2 separate regions of the Ovis aries genome follow, and region 2 is linked to region 1. Evidence: chromatin contacts called from public Hi-C data. All regions are on one chromosome and are shown on one strand. The core of a region is the stretch at or near the end of the contact, and the rest is flanking DNA. Distances in the headings are between cores, read along the strand shown.

The links. Hi-C and Micro-C count contacts between places; a contact is called where the count stands out from the background.
Region 2: a Hi-C map of hypothalamus shows a contact between it and region 1, with 2.2 times the contacts expected there. The contact joins the promoter of GSG1L here to the enhancer-like site in region 1. A contact is called at or near these places in 2 of 16 Hi-C or Micro-C datasets (hypothalamus and tail adipose tissue).

Annotation. Positions count from the first base shown.
Region 1 is chr24:25,735,743-25,740,643 of ARS-UI_Ramb_v3.0, forward strand. All of the region lies in intron 8 of KATNIP (katanin interacting protein), which reads left to right. Among named protein-coding and RNA genes, the nearest start is that of KATNIP, 130 kb to the left of the region's middle. Within about 2 kb of position 2,774, at least 9 of the 54 cell types and tissues checked have an H3K27ac peak or open chromatin away from gene starts, as enhancers often do. A contact at or near this core is called in hypothalamus, where this site is marked.
Region 2 is chr24:26,104,943-26,110,262 of ARS-UI_Ramb_v3.0, forward strand. GSG1L (GSG1 like) reads right to left here and starts at 1,740. Exons shown (of 7, transcript XM_060406221.1): 1 at 1,398-1,740. The coding sequence starts at 1,740.

The DNA.
Region 1 (4,901 bases), core at 1,524-4,023:
GTTACAGTAGTCAACTGTAATTTGGATTTGCTTATACTGCTGTGCCCTTCACTCTTGACTATTTCTGGGTTACCCTGACTCTCAGACTGTAGCCCCAAGTCTGTCACCAGCTCTGTTCAGTTCCTCAGCTTTGCAGCAGCTCTTAGAATCAGCAGCACCTTGAGGGGAAGCACTTCCCAGGTGCTGAGTTCACCTCTCTGGGTTTCTCATTTCCTGCCTATAACCCTTCATAGTCTTATTCACTCCCCATGCCTTCAGACAGATTTCTCTTTATAAACAGAGTTTCCTAATACTACTTGGTCCAGGTTTTCTGCTTATGTTCCAGGGATGGGTTGATCTGGATTAGCTAGCTAGCTAGCCATTACCATAAGTATAACCTATGGCCTGCACTCTTAAAAGAGTTATTTCTCTCCTTGTCCCTTTATCTGTGGCCGAAGTCATAAAATTGAATTTGTGTCAATTAAATGTACATATGAGGCAACTCCACAAGAGTTTAATTCCCCTCTATCACTATAATTATCCCTGCTTCTAATGAAAGGGCCTCATGTCTTGGATTACTTTGGTCTCGATCAAATAGCCTTCCAGGAAAGGACCTGTTGTCTTGTTGCGGGTGAGAGAACATTAGTCTTTAATGTAGAAAGTTTACTGTCCAAGGTGTCAGAGTGCTTTAGGGAAGTGATATATCTGAACCACTTTTCCCAGACAAGCTGCCAACGTAGAAATAAAGTAACACCCCTCAGCATGAGTGAATTAGAAGACCTGACAGCCCTGCAGTTAGCATTGCTGTCAAGAAGACCCGCTGCAGAAAGACCATTCTGCCAAAGTCCAGCGCCTCATAGCACGTGTCGGTGTTCACGATTAACAGCAAGGGCCAGAAACCCAAACCGGCCGAAGCAACAAGGGGAAATGTGTTGCTCACAGATCTGAAAAGTCTGGGACTAGAGTTTGGCTTCAGGCATGGTGGGATCCAGGTGTTCAGATGATGCTATCACCAGGAAGGTGTTTCTTTGTCACTTAGCTCTACTCTCCTCTAATCCAGTGCATCTCAGACTTGAACATGCCTCAGAATTATTTGATAAATAAGCAAATTAACACCCCATTTTTGGACCCTGCCCCAGTTTCTAATTCAGTGCATCTAGGGTGGAACATAAGTGTTTTGATTCTTAGTAAGTTCCAGGTGATACTGATTTTACGGTTCCAGGGACCACACTTTGGGAACCACATCTATAGTCTCAGCATGGCCTAGAGATGGTCCCCGGTAGCTCCTCTTCCTAATAGTCCTAATAGTCCCAGCAGAGTCCAAGGACCAGCTCTCTTCTGAATTGATCTCTAAACTCCACAGTCAGGGAGAGGCACCTGTTTTCTTGTGGGCCCAGGCAGGGCCAGGAGTGCGGGTAGACGCAGTTGCCTCCAAACCATGTGGATTGAAAAGCTGGGGAAGAGGTGATTCCCTGAAGGAAAACATGGATGCCATGAAGGTCACTGTCTCTGGAGCCTGAAAGCAACTGCTGCTCATTTCATATAAAAATTAACCACACAGGACATTTTGCTACAAATTCTTCAGAGGCCAGATACAGAGCAAAGAACTGTAATATGCAAGAGGAAAGAGTAGAAGTTGCTTTTTCAGTGATGAGGAGATGGGGGCTGACACCTTCCTTGAACATCATTAAAAATCATGTGCATTCCTGAGCTCACGAAGAGACAGCAGCGGAAAGATGATTGTTAAGGGCTGCAGAGAGCATCTGCCCCTAGAGGCCCCCAAACAAGCTTTAGAGATGAGATGAGCACAGGCTTTGACAAGCCAGGTGTATCAGCTATCTCCTGCTGCCTGACAATCCCCTCCACGCTGTAGTGGCTGCAAGCAACAATGCTTTTTATTATTGCTGCGGGTGGACTGGCTGGTTCCATAGTGAGCTAGTGGGCTGGATGATCTCACATGGCCTCACTCACAGTGTCTGGCAGGCCCCCTGGCCCGAGGACCTCAGCTGGGACAGTTTGTCTCTGTTCCATGTGGTCTCATTATCCAGCACCTGGGGGTCTCTAGGCAGCCAGAGAGGACACGCCTCAGCATGCAAGTGCTTTTTAAAGGATCTGCTCAGTTGTGACTGCGAAGGACCTGTTGGCCAAAGGAAGTCACCAGGCTAAGCCCAGCTAGAGAAATAGGCTCCAGCTACCTCTTGATGGGGGGCTTCCCAAGTGGTCCTCGTGGTAAAAAACCCACCCGCCAATGTAGGAGACCTAAGAGACCCAGGTTTGATCCCTGGGTCAGGAAGATCCCCTGGAGGAGGACATGGCAACCCAGTCCAGTGTTCTTGCCTGGAGAATCCCCATGGACAGAGGAGCCTAGTGGGCTACAGTCCATAGGGTTGCAGAGTCGGACATGACTGAAGCAACTGAGCAAGCACTCACCTCTTGATGTGGGTGTGGGAGAGTCACAGCACAACACGGCATGTTGTATGTGGGAGTCGTTTGTGGTCATTTGTCGCAGTCTGCTGAACCATGGGAAGCAGCTAACTGGATGAGGCTGTGTGTGCATGCTCAGTGAGTCAGGTTAAAATGCACAGAGGCTCTGGAGCACTCAGATGTCAGCGGTCCTCCCAGCAGGCAGCCCCCATCCCCCTCCTGGTTGGATTTCAGAGGGAGTGTGGGCAGCTCAAGACAGAACGAGGTTAAGTTAGCCATTTCCCAAACCTTTCACCACACACATCACGCAGTTGCCAGGCTGAGGGGCATGTGGCCACCACTGTGGAAACTGGAGGGCCAATGCCCTGCCTGCAGGGGGCGCTGCTCCCCACCGCATAGCTGCCATGTAGGCATGCCGGTGCGGGCTGTCAGATCACATGACTTTTCAAGAGAGGCCAGGAATCCCCATTTTCACATGAATTTCCTCTTTTTTAAAAATTTATTTTAACTTAACATCTGTTTCCAATTACAAAAGTCACTCAACACAGTCTACAGGCTTGCCTCAGCCATTGGGCTTCGGGTCTATGAGCTCTATACTAGAGCTGTGTGATTCTCAGACGTAATGTTTGCCATTTCGTCGGATTCCCGGCTGACCTCAAAGACCGCTTGCCTGTGGGATGGGGCCATTTTGCTAAGACTCTGAATCACTGAATCACAGCCAGCGGGTGGGGAGAAGCTGCCTGGCTGGAGAGCCAACCGGACAGCGCGTATCTCACGTCTTCTTTGTGACATGTGCTGCGTTCACGGTAAATCTCCTCACTTGATACGCTCTTTTGTTTCCAGAGATGAAAGCCAAGTTCTAGCGAAGCGAGGAGAAAGTGCAGTTCACAGAAGAGGGGTAGTTTTCAACCAGAAAAGAGCAGCTTTGGGATAAATTTAAATGTACCATTTGGCTTTCGCTGGTGGCACTGATCTATTGTGTGAATAAATCCACTGTTCTCCACAGCTGTGATGAAAATAAATCCACCCTCACATGGGGCTCAGGCCGGTGCAGAAACAGCTCACCCAAAGGAGCAAGGGGAACTTCCAATGAAGTAAAAAAAGGTGGCACCCTCGTGTGCAATGAGGAAATGCAGTCTACACAGCCCAGCAGCGGGGGTGTGAACCAGGAGGACGCGGGCGCTGTGTGCACATTTCTGGGCAGCCATGAGTGGGGAGAACTCGGGTAGTGGAGGTGCAGCATCGACCTTCACTGGGAGAAAGGCTGATTTAATTTTTAAAAGCATCTTCTTAGCATAATATGACTCAAAGGGCACAGGCAGGACCCAACAACCATGTTGTCGCAGGAGTGTTCCCTCCCAGATGAAAGACACTCAGGGCAGAAGGGTTTGTGCAGATGATATGGATCCTGCATAAAGAAAATGCCTTCCTGATTATCCTTTCCCAAGAAGAGGCAAGTGTAAGGCCACAGATAATCATCTTGGATGTGCCGCTCCACCCCAGCCCCAGGTCACTGAGATGTAAGAGGAGGAGGCTTTTGCCCACGTGGTGGTGGTGGTTTGCTCGCTCAGTTGTATCCTGCTCTTGCGACCTCTTGGACTGCAGCCTGCCAGGCTCCTCTGTCCATGGAAATTTCCAGGCAAGAACACTGGAGCGGGTTGCCATTTCCTACTCCAGGGGATCTTCCCAACCCAGGGATCGAACCCGGGTCTCCCACATTGCAGGCGGATTCTTTACCTTCTGAACAACCTGGGAAGTCCCATGTAGTGATAATAAAAAGGCACAGGCCACCACGTAGCGCCTCTTTTTTGACTGACTTTGTAAGTGTTCTAAGCAGGAGATGCAGAAGGAGCTTACAGGAGAATGGATACTTGTGTTATGTATGGCTCAGCCCCTTTGATGTCCACCTGGAACGATCACAACACTGTTCATTGGCTGTGTGTGTGTGTGTTCAGTTGCTCAGTCATGTCTGACTCTTTGTGGCCCCATGGACTGTAGCCTGGCAGATTCTTCTGCCCATGGAATTTTCCAGGCAAGAATACTGGAGTAGGCTGCCATTTCCTATTCCATCATTGGCTAAACTTCAGTACAAAATGAAAAGGTTAATAAGAAAAAGTCACAAACATCCAAAAAGAGAAAAGAAGGAACTTATGAAATCGCCCAGGTTCTCCTTATCCTTGTGCTGCCAGAATCTCACACTGACACTGGGGTTTGTACCCCTAGATCAGAGTGTTGATGTGTTTGTTTAACTGTACACAAGCTCTTCAGCCCTTATTTCTGGGGTCTTCTCTAGGATCTGAAGGGACGTTGAATTTCTCATCTCTGCTTTATTGTAGATGGTGGGGGGAACAATATGTTTTATTGACATTCGCAGATACTGAGATTGACAAGGTTCAGAGTTGAAATCATTTTCCATCCATTAATCGCGCTGGGAACCAGGGTGTAGCATTAAACAGGTAGGCATGGCCTCCTGGAGTAGCAGGAGGCCTCTAAGGCTT
Region 2 (5,320 bases), core at 490-2,989, 370 kb after region 1:
GATTGTGCCACGTGTGATGGGGGAGATAAAAGTGGCAATGAGCTATCAATACAAAGATGGGAAGACTCTGCCTCCAGAGGGGGACAGGGAGGTCTTCTCTGCAGGGGACCCTGCCAGGAAGTCCCCCTGGAGCAGAGGAGGAGCCAGCCAGGGAAGACATGGGAAAGGGCATTCCCTGCAGGGACTGCAGCCTCCCCGGGTTTATTTCACACCTTCCCTCGGTCCTTTCAACCAGTCAGGCCAAAGCCTAACTCAGGGCAAACTGGAGGTTTGTGGCCCACTCGTGTCTCCGTGTGACTGCACACATAGCCCACGTTGACATCTGAGAGCTAAGCGACAGATGGAGAGTTTTAACCTTGGGGAGAGAGGTCAATTCACTCAAGAGGGTCCCCTCACCTGAACTTGGAGCAACATCCTCTCCAGCGTCCGGGAGGTTCCGGGTGGTGTGGATCAGCGTCCCCAGCATGGGGCCCCGGGGACCTGCCCTGGCCTCGCTGCCTGCCTCGGGGACCCTTATTCCCCTCGGGGACCCTTATTCCAGCCCTGGCCGCCTCCTGCGGGTACAGGCAAGGGTGCGAGGCCGCGCGCGCAGTTGGATCTGTCTTCTGAAAAGTCACCCCCTTCCCCCACAAACCTCGCCCCCCCCCCGCCCCCCGCCTCAATTTTGATCGGATCCTCCCGGGGCTGTCCAGCTTTCCCGCCTGCCTTCTCTGCCTCCCGCCTCATCTTCTCCCCGGGCGGGGGGCCTGACGCGAAGCGTTCCTTGCCCCTTGCAGGGAACCAACCTGACTGCCCCCACTGCTCACTCCCCAAACCCGGGCTGGGAGCCGATGAGCGCGGGTTGGAAATGGGGTGCGGGGAAGAATGACCCCCTGGGCTCCGGGCTCTGTGGATCTGCGGTGGGAGGGGGCAGCTGATAGCAACAGTCCCTGCAGCAACACCCCCACCACCCCGGGAGGGACGGGGGCAGCCAGAGCCCCGCGAAGGAAAAGCGGGGAAGGGGCGAGCGTGAAGATGAGTTCTGGCGCGGAAAGGAACGCGCGCCCCGCCGACCGGCAGCCGGGGCGGGTGGCCGGGAGACGCGCCTCCCCAAGGCGCGGCGACGTCCCCCGCCCCCCACTAAAGGCGCCTGGCGCTCGGAAGGGGCAGGAGCTCCTCTTGAACCTTGAAACGGTGGAGAGTCCCGAAAGCACAGCATCTTACAGACACCACCACCACACCATCCGGCAACCTGCCCGCCGCGCTCCCCGCGCCCGAACGCTGGGCCGGCCGCGCCTGCGGAGCGCGGGGCACGGCGTCCTAGCGGCGGCGCGGGGCCCCCAGCCCCGGCGCGAGGAGGGAGCGCGCAGCCCTGGGGGAGCCGGGAGCCGAGCCCCGGGGCGCCGCCGCTCACTCACCGAGCCCGCCGAGCTCCTCCTCGCACGAGTACCAGATGCCGGTGTGGAAATTCCTGAAGAGGAAGCGGTCGTCTCCCGTCTCCCAGCTGTAGAGCGCGCCGCCAGGGGGGCCGTTCCCGGCGGCGGGGGCGGCGGGGACGGCGGGGGCGGCGGTGCCGTTGGCCGTGGCGTTGGCGCCCGAGTTGGGGCAGTTGGCGCTCCCGCCCTGGCCGCAGCCCGGCTTGGGCACCCGCTGCGTGCCCTGGCACCAGTGCGTGGTGAGGAAGGCGGTGGTGGCGAAGAGCAGCGCCAGCAGGTTCAGGGCCACGGCCAGGAGCGCTCGGCCGCGGCGGCTCGTCTTCATGCCGCCCGCGCCGCCGGGACCGCGCCGCCGGGGAGCTCCGCGCGCGAAGTTGGCAGCCGGCGCCCCGCGTCAGCGGCCGCTGCCCGCCGCGCCCCGGGGCTCGGGCGCCTGCGATGGGCGGCGGCGGACGCGGCGCGGGCCCATGACCCGCCCCCCTACCCCGGGGGTGGGGGCGCGGCGCGCGGGGGCCGCGCGGGGAAACGCGCGGGGCGGGCGGCGGAGCGGCTCCGGCGCGCCCGGAGCCCGGAGCGCGAGTGCACCTCGGCGAGGAGCCGCGGGCGCCTGGCAGCGGCCACGGCGCAGGGACGCGCGCCCCTCCGTGGGGAGACACCTGCAGGCGGCCGGAGACGCTGTTCTGGCTCCCGCCCTCACGGGGAGAGGGGGCGCCCCTCGCCGGGCGCGGGCGGAGGGGGGCCCGGCAGAGAAGAGGCGGCGTGGAGACACCGGCACCCGAGTGAAGGGTCTGAAAAGCAAGAGTGCCAGAGAGGCGCTCTCGGAGAAAGAGGGAGGTGAAGCCACAAAACCAGCCGGGAGGGGTCATCTCGCGCAGGAACCGAAGAAGTCCCGCCCTCTAGAGAGAAGAGCAAGCCTGCTGGGGTCCCCACGAAGAACAGGGGCCCGCAGCACCCTCGCCCCAAGAGGGAACCCCAGGAAGGATCCCCAAAGAGTTTGAGCTGCAGAGTTTTGGGTTTCACACACCAAGGAAGCTGCTGGACCCACTGGGACGGATGCTTCATTACTGATTCTGGAGTTACAGGACCTATCAGGAGGGGTACCTCACCAGGCACTAGTCTGAAGGGCTTATGCTTCCCCTGGGGGGTCTCTCTCCCATGGAGATTTGGGTTGTATGAACCAATAGGACAGGCTCGCCCAGCAGAATGAAGCCTCCCTATCAAGGCATGGAACTGCCAGGAATGAACCACACAAGGTGCCCAGGTGTTAGATACAGAAATGGAGCTCCCCCTCGCAGGCCATCCCCACCCAGCCCAGATCCTTAGCAGTATGACCCAAGGAGATACCATGCCAGACAGGAACCTGTTGCAGTTATCAGACAGGGGTGTCTCCACAGAGGCTGCCAACCCAGAATCTTCAAGTTTGGGGATGGACAGAAAGGTCAAGAATACTGACTTTGGAGGTCAGGCAACCCTGGGGCTTGACCGCCTGTGGGCTCTGAACCAGTTACCAAACCTCTCTACTTCCCTATCTATTTTACAAAGGGGGGGAGGAGGAACAGGGAGGAATACTGGGCTGTTGTGATGAGATTGTGCCTGCATAAAGCACTTGGCATATAGTAGGTGCTCAGTAAATGCTGCCCAGTATTATTAACGTGCTTCCCAGGTGGCGCTAGTGGTAAAGAACTCGCCTGCCAATGAAGACATAGGTTCAGTCCCTAGGTGGGGAAGATGCCCTGGAGGAGGGCATGGCAACCCACTCCAGTATTCTTGCCTGGAAAATCCCCGTGGACAGAGAAACCTGGTGGGCTACAGTCCTTGGGGTCACAAAGAGTTGGACATGACTGAGGCAACTTAGCACACATTATTATTAACATCTGAACCAAGATCATCAGATCAAATTTGCACAGACCTTCTCAGGATCTCTTGTGCAAGGTGGGATGGCTGACTGTGAGCACTCCTGCACCTCTGCTCTCAGATAACCACATTCCCAGAACCCTGGCCACACTGTACAGCACACGGTGCCCAGACGCCCGGGATGTGCAGCAATGAGGTGCATGCTGCTTGCAAGAGCTCATTTGAATTCCTCCCAAGCTGAGAACGGCTCTCACAAGCCCCAGCTCGTGGAGTGGCAGGACTTGCAGAATTCAAGGTTAACGGATTATGAATTGCCTCACTCTGGTGAGTGAGCCCCTGCTCCCTGGAAGCTGCTGCTACTCTGCCTGGGGGTAGGTGAGAGTAATTGTGGGCGACGTTCCTGGCAGGAACCCTGTATGAAGGATGGCCAAGGGTCCCCAGACTTGTTTATTAGATCCCTTTTCTGGCCTTAGGCAAGGCGTTCCCAACTATTTTGAGAAGGAGGACTTCCATTCAATAATGGTGGCATTGAGAATATTGGTCGACAGAGAAAATAAATCATGGCCAAGCAGCTAAAAGGAATTCAGTAGCGCTTTTAAATGGCTGTACAATATTCATCAGAGGAGCATCTGTACACATTTGAAAATCAATTCCTTGGATGTTGGCTTGAGACAGTGGCACGTGCATATGTGCAGGACTCAGGGACCTAGAGCCTGGGAACCCTGTCGCGGCTGTCCAAAGCGAGGAGAGCCCAGGGGACATATGTCTCCGAGACCACACTCTCTTAAGACACACCTAGAGAAAGCACAGAGGGGTCTGATATTTCCGTCTAAGATATTCTTCCATTATCCTTGGATACAGCACCAAGGAGAAAAAAGCATGATGGCATTAATGAGTACATTGGAGAGTCAGCAGGCGTCATGAGCTTGGGAGAACAACAAGGCAGGGAGGTGCAGAGGCGAGGGTAGCAGGTTGTGGCTTTAAATCAGGGCTGCAAGGAGATCTCAAGGGAAGGTGACATGGGAGCAAAAGTTTGAAGGAAGGTGGGAGCTGGCTGTGGAGACATCCCAGGAAAAGAGGTTCCAGGAAGAAGGAGCAGCCAGTGCAAAGGCCCTGGGGTAGGCAATAACTGAGAGAGCAGTATGGTCAGAGCTGAGGGGGCAGGGGAAGAGTAGAGAGGAAACGGCGGGGGGTGGGCAGGTCATGGTACGTGGAATCTGTTACAAGGACTCCAGCATTTACCCTGAGTTGGGAGGGAGCCTGGGGAGGTTCTGAGCAGAGGAGAGATGTCTGCTCAGAGTATAACAGGACCACTCAGGATGCTGGATTAAGAAGGAAGAATTCCCTGGTGCCCTAGTGGTTACAACTCTGTGCACCCAACACAGAGTGGAGCAAGGGTTCGATCCTTGGTTGAGGAACTAAGATCCTGAAATGCCCTGCCATGTGACCAAAAATAAATAAATAAATTACAGAAAAAAAAAGAGGTCAAGAAAGGAGCAGCTGGGGGCTAGTGAGTGAAAACGGGCAAGTAAGGCCAGTGGCCCAGACCATGCAGTGACGATAGGGCTCTGCATCTATTTCAATTTTAGAAGCAGATCCTGGGACTTCCCTGGTGGTCCAGTGGTTAAGACTTCACCTTCCAGGGCAGAGGGTGTGGGTTCAGTCCTTGTAGCCAAATCCCACATGCCTTGTAGCCAAAATAAAAAATGCTATAAAACAGAAACAATATTGTAACAAATTTAATAAAGACTTTTAAAATGGTCCACATCCGAAAAAAAGCAGTTCCACTAGGATCTGAGATGGCATGTATAAGACGCCTTCGAGGTGTTTGGCGGGAGGTCCTGGGAGAACAGCATTTCATCGTAGGTGGGGCAGCTGAGTTGGAAACGCTGGGGGCAGGAGTAGCTCCACAGTTCTCACTGATTTTGTCCCAGGCCTTGCACTCAAAGTAGTCTGGGGGCTTCCTGGGTGGCACGGTGGTAAAGAATCTGCCTGCCAACGCAGGAGATGCAAGAGACACAGGTTAGATCCCTGCGTCAGGAAAATCTCCT